2 separate regions of the Sus scrofa genome follow, and region 1 is linked to region 2. A link is a contact called in public HiChIP or PLAC-seq data. All regions are on one chromosome and are shown on one strand. Each heading gives the region's core, a stretch centred on a gene start, on an enhancer-like site or on the middle of the called end of the contact. The rest is flanking DNA. Distances are from core to core; before and after follow the strand shown. Region 1 overlaps LOC100158001 (ceruloplasmin (ferroxidase)-like). Region 2 overlaps HPS3 (HPS3, biogenesis of lysosomal organelles complex 2 subunit 1).

Region 1 (2,700 bases), core at 69-2,568, 130 kb before region 2:
TTTCCTAGTGGATGAGGACTAGCCCCTTGGAAAACATCAGTGTCCAGGTGAAGCCATACCTTCCATACAGTATCTTCTTTCCTAAACATCTACACTCACAGCTGCCTGAGGGTGGTTGGAAAAAAGAAGAGAAGAGAAAACTAATAAATAAGATTTTGTGTTCAACATGGTCATGTTTTAAAGCCTTCTGTTGAATGAAGGAATTTATCCATAGTTATCAGACTCCAGCCCCAAGAGATGGAGATCTGAGGTGAAATTCCAGGAGAAGAAGAAAAAAAGGAGAGCAAAACCCCAGATTCAGAACTAAGGTGGTAGCTCAGGGTAATGACAGCTAGGCAGAAGGTCACTTTCGGACTTCAGTGGATGGCTCGTAGGTAACTCGGATACCTCATGGTGCCCTGGGTTCCAAGTCTGAATTTGCAGTTAAGAAACATGGAGGAGGAGTTCCCACTGTGTCTCAGCAGGTTAAGAACCCAACATAGTATCCATGAGGATGAACGTGTCATAAACCTACAGCTGCGGCTTCAATTTGACCCCTAGCTTGGTAACTTCTATATGCTGTAGGTGTAGCCAGAAAAAAAGAAAATATGGAGGGCAAATCAGGAGCCTGGATCTCTTGTGTTTAAGATTCAGGCACATAGTAGGTGCACAATAAATATTTGTGGAATCCATTTATAAAGGTGATGATCTGTTAATCTACTGCCTTATTCCAATTTAGTCTAGAAGCTGGCCAAGCTGGGCACTTAGGTGGAAACCAATTAAGGGGGAATCTAGGGAAACAGGAGGCAAGAGAGAGGAGAGGAAAAATGCACATTTTATTCTAAAAATACAGATTAAAAAACATTCATTGCTTAATGGAAAAAACATGAATCCCAGCCAAAGTAGTGTTGTCCAGTAGTTACTGTAACCACAGTGCAGGTTATGTTTTCTAGGTGCTCTATACCCTGATAATACTACAGGCCTGCAAAAAGAAGATGACCACTTGGAGCCAGGGGCAGTGTATACTTACAAATGGTTTGTGGAAGAAAAACAGGGGCCTGGTCCCAATGACAGTAACTGCGTGACAAGGATGTACCACTCCCACGTAGACACTCCAAAAGATGTAACTTCGGGACTTATTGGACCGATTATCACTTGTAAAAGAGGTAACACTTTAAAAATCTCATTGTAGCAATAGAGCCATCCAGGATAGGTGGAGTCTCTCTCACCCCCACCGCCAATGGAATTCTACTCTTAAATGAGTGAGTGCTTTTTTCTGCCTTGACCTTGATTCAACCAGTTAAGAAAGTAATGCTGCCACTTGAACTCTGAGCTCTAGATGGCGATCTTGAGTCAAATGCCTCCCTTCAAATCTAATAATGCAGGTTGGACACTAGATGGTAGTCCAATATAATAATCTTCGCTTTAGCCTTTTTTACCTCAAATTCTGCCACCTTTTCTCTATCCTACAATGGAAGTGTTGAATCTGCATGCTGGGAGGAAATAGGAAGACAAGAGGCTATTTCCCTTCCTTGCATAATCAATTCCTTAGGGTTTTGTCTGTGACACTGCAAGATTTTACTTGTGTATTTTGAGTGAAATCAGAATCATCAGTTCATTTTATAGCAAAGTGAATTATTGCAAAGAGGAAGTTTTACTGTTCATTTTGTTTCAGGAACCCTTGATGGAGACATGGAAAAAAATATCAATGAGTCTTATGTTTTGCTGTTCTCTACAACTGATGAAAACAAGAGCTGGTATATCAATGAGAATATCAATACATATACTGAACCTGGCCAAGTTAATGCTAGCGACCCTGGCTTCCAGGAAAGCAATCGCATGCGCTGTAAGATCGTAAAGAACTTCCTCATTCATTATATCCTATAATTCTAAGTTCTGTGATTCTGTTTAGTTATTTCCATTTGCTCAAGTTTGTTTAGATGAGTTTCTGTGTCCCAGTTTTTCACTCAGAGATGCTGGTTTATATGCAAGTCATCTAATAAATCCTGCTGGTTTCCAAAGTTTCATAGCAAGTAGAGTTAGGTAACTGCATTTGTTTTCTGGTCTGATATTGATCAAAGGTAGATGGCAACAACATAGCGAAGATTTAATTTGAATGTAATAAAATATTATGGAATAACAAAAGCATAACTGACTGTATATCTTTTATGAAAATGTGTTTCTACATAGGACTTTTCAGAAAAGATGCTCTTGTTATCTCAGTCACCTTTCTCCTTGCTCTCTTCTTCCACAGACTTAACTTCTTTCTATTCTTTTCCCCTTCTTCACTACTTTCTGTCTTTCAGCCTACTTTTCCTCTACTTGCCTCTAAATTTCTATGCTCCTCACTTTTAATCATAAACAATGCTTATGACTTTCTTTTGGGGGGAAAAAACAAATCAATCCTGTTGTAGATTATGCATGAGAACAATGTTGACACAGCCAAGTTTTTGTTTTTGTTTTCGTTTTAGGGCTGCATCTGCGGCATATGGAAGTTCCCAGGCTAGGGGTCCAATCGGAGCTGCAGCTGCCGGCCTATGCCACAGCCACAGCAACGCCAAATCCGAGCCGCGTCTGCGACCTACACCACAGGTCATGGCGACGCCGGATCCTTAACCCACTGAGCAAGGCCAGGGGTGGAACCCACATCCTCATGAATACTAGTCAGGTTCATTACTGCTGAGCCATGATGGGAACTCCCACGGCCAAGTTTATGTAATG
Region 2 (2,700 bases), core at 57-2,556:
CCATCACAATGTATGACACTTGGACTCTGATTCAAACAAACAAATTGTAGAGAAAAATTTTTAGACAATCAGGGAAATTTGAACAACTGACTTGTATTTGATGATATCAAGGTATTTAAAAAAATGTTTAATAGTAGTTTGGGCTTGTTTATTTTTTAATGATTTGATTTTTTCTGGGTTTAAATAAAAGAATCCTTTTCTTTTAAGAAACACATGTTGAAATGTTTATGAATGAAATGATATAAACTCTGGGATTTGCATCAAAATAATCTGGCTTAGGACTAAGGGTGGTTATGAGGCAACACTGTTGAAGCTGTATGATGTAGTACAATAGTCTATTGTACTATTTTCTCTACACCTATGTGCTAGAATTTTTTTTTTTTGTCTTTTTGCCTTTTCTAGGGCCACTCCCATGCATATGGAGGTTCATATGCATATGGAGTGGTCGAATCAGAGCTGTAGCTGCCCACCTACACTAGAGCCACAGCAAAGCAGGATCCAAACTGCGTCTATGACCTACACCACAGCTCACCGCAGCACTGGATCCTTAACCCACTGAGCAAGGCCAGAGATTAAACATGCAAACTCATGGTTCCTAGTCGGATTCATTAATCACTGAGCCATGATGGGAATTCTTAGAAATTTTTCATAATGTTTTTAAAAAATGTATAGCTCTGGGAGTTTCCTGGTGACACAGGTTAGGGATCTGGCGTTGTCACTGCTGTGTCTCAGGTTCAGTCCCTGGTCCTGGAACTTGTACATGCCATGGTTGTGGCCAAAAAAAAAAAAAAGTACAGCCCTGATTAATACTCTTCAAGGACACCCATTAATAACAGAAGAAAGTTCAACTACTACACTCTCCACAACCGGCCCAAAGCAACTGGTCCAGTTTTTACTTCTTTTTCTTTCCTACACACAGCTGTGCTCTAGTCATACAGAGTTGGTCACCAATTTCCAAACACACATGATGATTTTACACCTTGTACATAGTTTCCCTTATGTCATAGCTTACTAAAATCTCCATCTTCTAAAAACTATACTGATCCATCATGGATCAGCTCACATGTGCACTACCCATCCCCTCATCTGTCCGTGAAGTAAACACTCACTAGATACCTACTATGTGCCACTGTTCTAGGCTCTGGGGATACACCCTGCACAAGACAAAGTAACTGCATTCTTTCTAGTGAGGGGTGTTGGGGTGGAGAATAAACAAATTCTGCAGTATGTGCAGAGGGAACAGTTTAAACTGAGAAGTTAGGAAGTCCTCTGTCGTGAAGTGACACTGGAGCTGTGAGTTGAAGGCCTCAAAGTCATCAGTCATGCAAAAGCTCTGAAGGAAGTACGTGCTAAGCACTGGAAGAGATGATAATGGGTCTCAGGCAAGAGTGAACTTGGCATTTCAGAGGAACAGAGGAAAGCCACATGGATAGAGGTGCAAGCAAGGTGAGTGGGACAAGATGAGCTCAAAATCAGGGTCATGGAGGCCATGGAAAGGATTTGGGCTTTTGTTCCAGGTGCTATGGAAAACCACTAAGTAAACAGCTAACCCTCGAACATGACTGAGGGCCCTCTGGTCTCCAGCCTTGTGTTCCACCTCCCTCTCCCTTGCTTCTTTCAGTTCCTCAAACCAAGATTCTCCCTTGGCCACATCGCCGTTGCTGCTTCCTCTGTACCAACCCTATCCCCAAATCAGCCCTCGTTCACTCTGCAGATCCTCTTTCTCAGGAACACTTCCCTGACCCCTGGATGAGGTCAGGATCTTTGTTATAGACTCTCAAGGCAGGGTTTTTCTCTTACAGGGCACTCATGTCAGGGTGTTAACTGTACACGCCTTCTTGTGATTATTCCATTCATGTCTGCCTCCCCCTTCAAGATAATAGGCTCCATGAGTGCAAGTACCTTACCTACATTTGCTCATTGTTAGCTCCCTAGTATTCAGTACAATACACAACATAGTAGGTACTCAATAAATGTCTCTCAAAAGAAAGAAAAAAAATTAATAAAGGTTAAAAACACATTTAGTCAAAATATTTATATCCTTCCTAGGCAATACCTAAAGATCAGGACTAAGTAACTAAGTACTGAACTCAAGAGTGATTCCTTTTTTTTTTTTTTTTTTTTTGCCATGCCTGAGGCATGTGGAAGCTCCTGGGCCAGGGATTCAACCTGTCCCACAGCAATGACAAGGCTGGATCCTTACACTCACTGAGCCAGCAGGGAATTACCAGTGATTCTTAATCTTGATTGCCCATTATATTCCTGGGGAGGTTATAAAAAATGTTGATGCCCAGGCTGCAGAGCTAACCAATTAAGTCAGAATCAGTACTGAGAGACTGGGCATCAGTATTTTTCTTTTTTTTTTTTCTTTTTAGGGCCACATTTGTGGCACATGGGAGTTCCCAGGCTAGGGTCTAACCAGCCTACACCACAGCCACAGCAACGCCAGATCTGAGCCACATCTTCGAACTACACCACAGATCAGGGCAATGCTGAATCCTTAAGTTACTGAGCAAGGCCAGGGATCAAACCTACATCCTCATGGATACTAGTCGGGCTCATTACCACTGAGCCACAATGGGAACTTCCTGGGCATCAGTATTTTTAAAAGCATCCAAGTAAGGCCAATGTACAGCAAGGTTGAAAACCACTTCTCTAAATGGACTTCCATTCAGTTTACATTTCCTCACCTTGCTTACA

What was found. HiChIP or PLAC-seq counts read pairs in DNA pulled down with a chosen protein or histone mark.
Region 1: an H3K27ac HiChIP or PLAC-seq map of alveolar macrophages shows a contact between it and region 2. The contact joins two enhancer-like sites. A contact is called at or near these places in 1 of 47 Hi-C or Micro-C datasets (retroperitoneal adipose tissue) and 1 of 2 datasets of contacts at active chromatin or transcription factors (alveolar macrophages).

What each region holds. Positions count from the first base shown.
Region 1 is chr13:89,508,454-89,511,153 of Sscrofa11.1, reverse strand. LOC100158001 (ceruloplasmin (ferroxidase)-like) reads left to right here. Exons shown (of 19, transcript NM_001244603.1): 3 at 933-1,145; 4 at 1,655-1,825. Among named protein-coding and RNA genes, the nearest start is that of TM4SF18, 40 kb to the left of the region's middle. Within about 2 kb of position 1,318, at least 2 of the 83 cell types and tissues checked have an H3K27ac peak or open chromatin away from gene starts, as enhancers often do. A contact at or near this core is called in alveolar macrophages, where this site is marked.
Region 2 is chr13:89,376,112-89,378,811 of Sscrofa11.1, reverse strand. The region is part of intron 4 of HPS3 (HPS3, biogenesis of lysosomal organelles complex 2 subunit 1); the gene reads right to left. Among named protein-coding and RNA genes, the nearest start is that of HPS3, 17 kb to the right of the region's middle. Within about 2 kb of position 1,306, at least 8 of the 83 cell types and tissues checked have an H3K27ac peak or open chromatin away from gene starts, as enhancers often do. A contact at or near this core is called in alveolar macrophages, where this site is marked.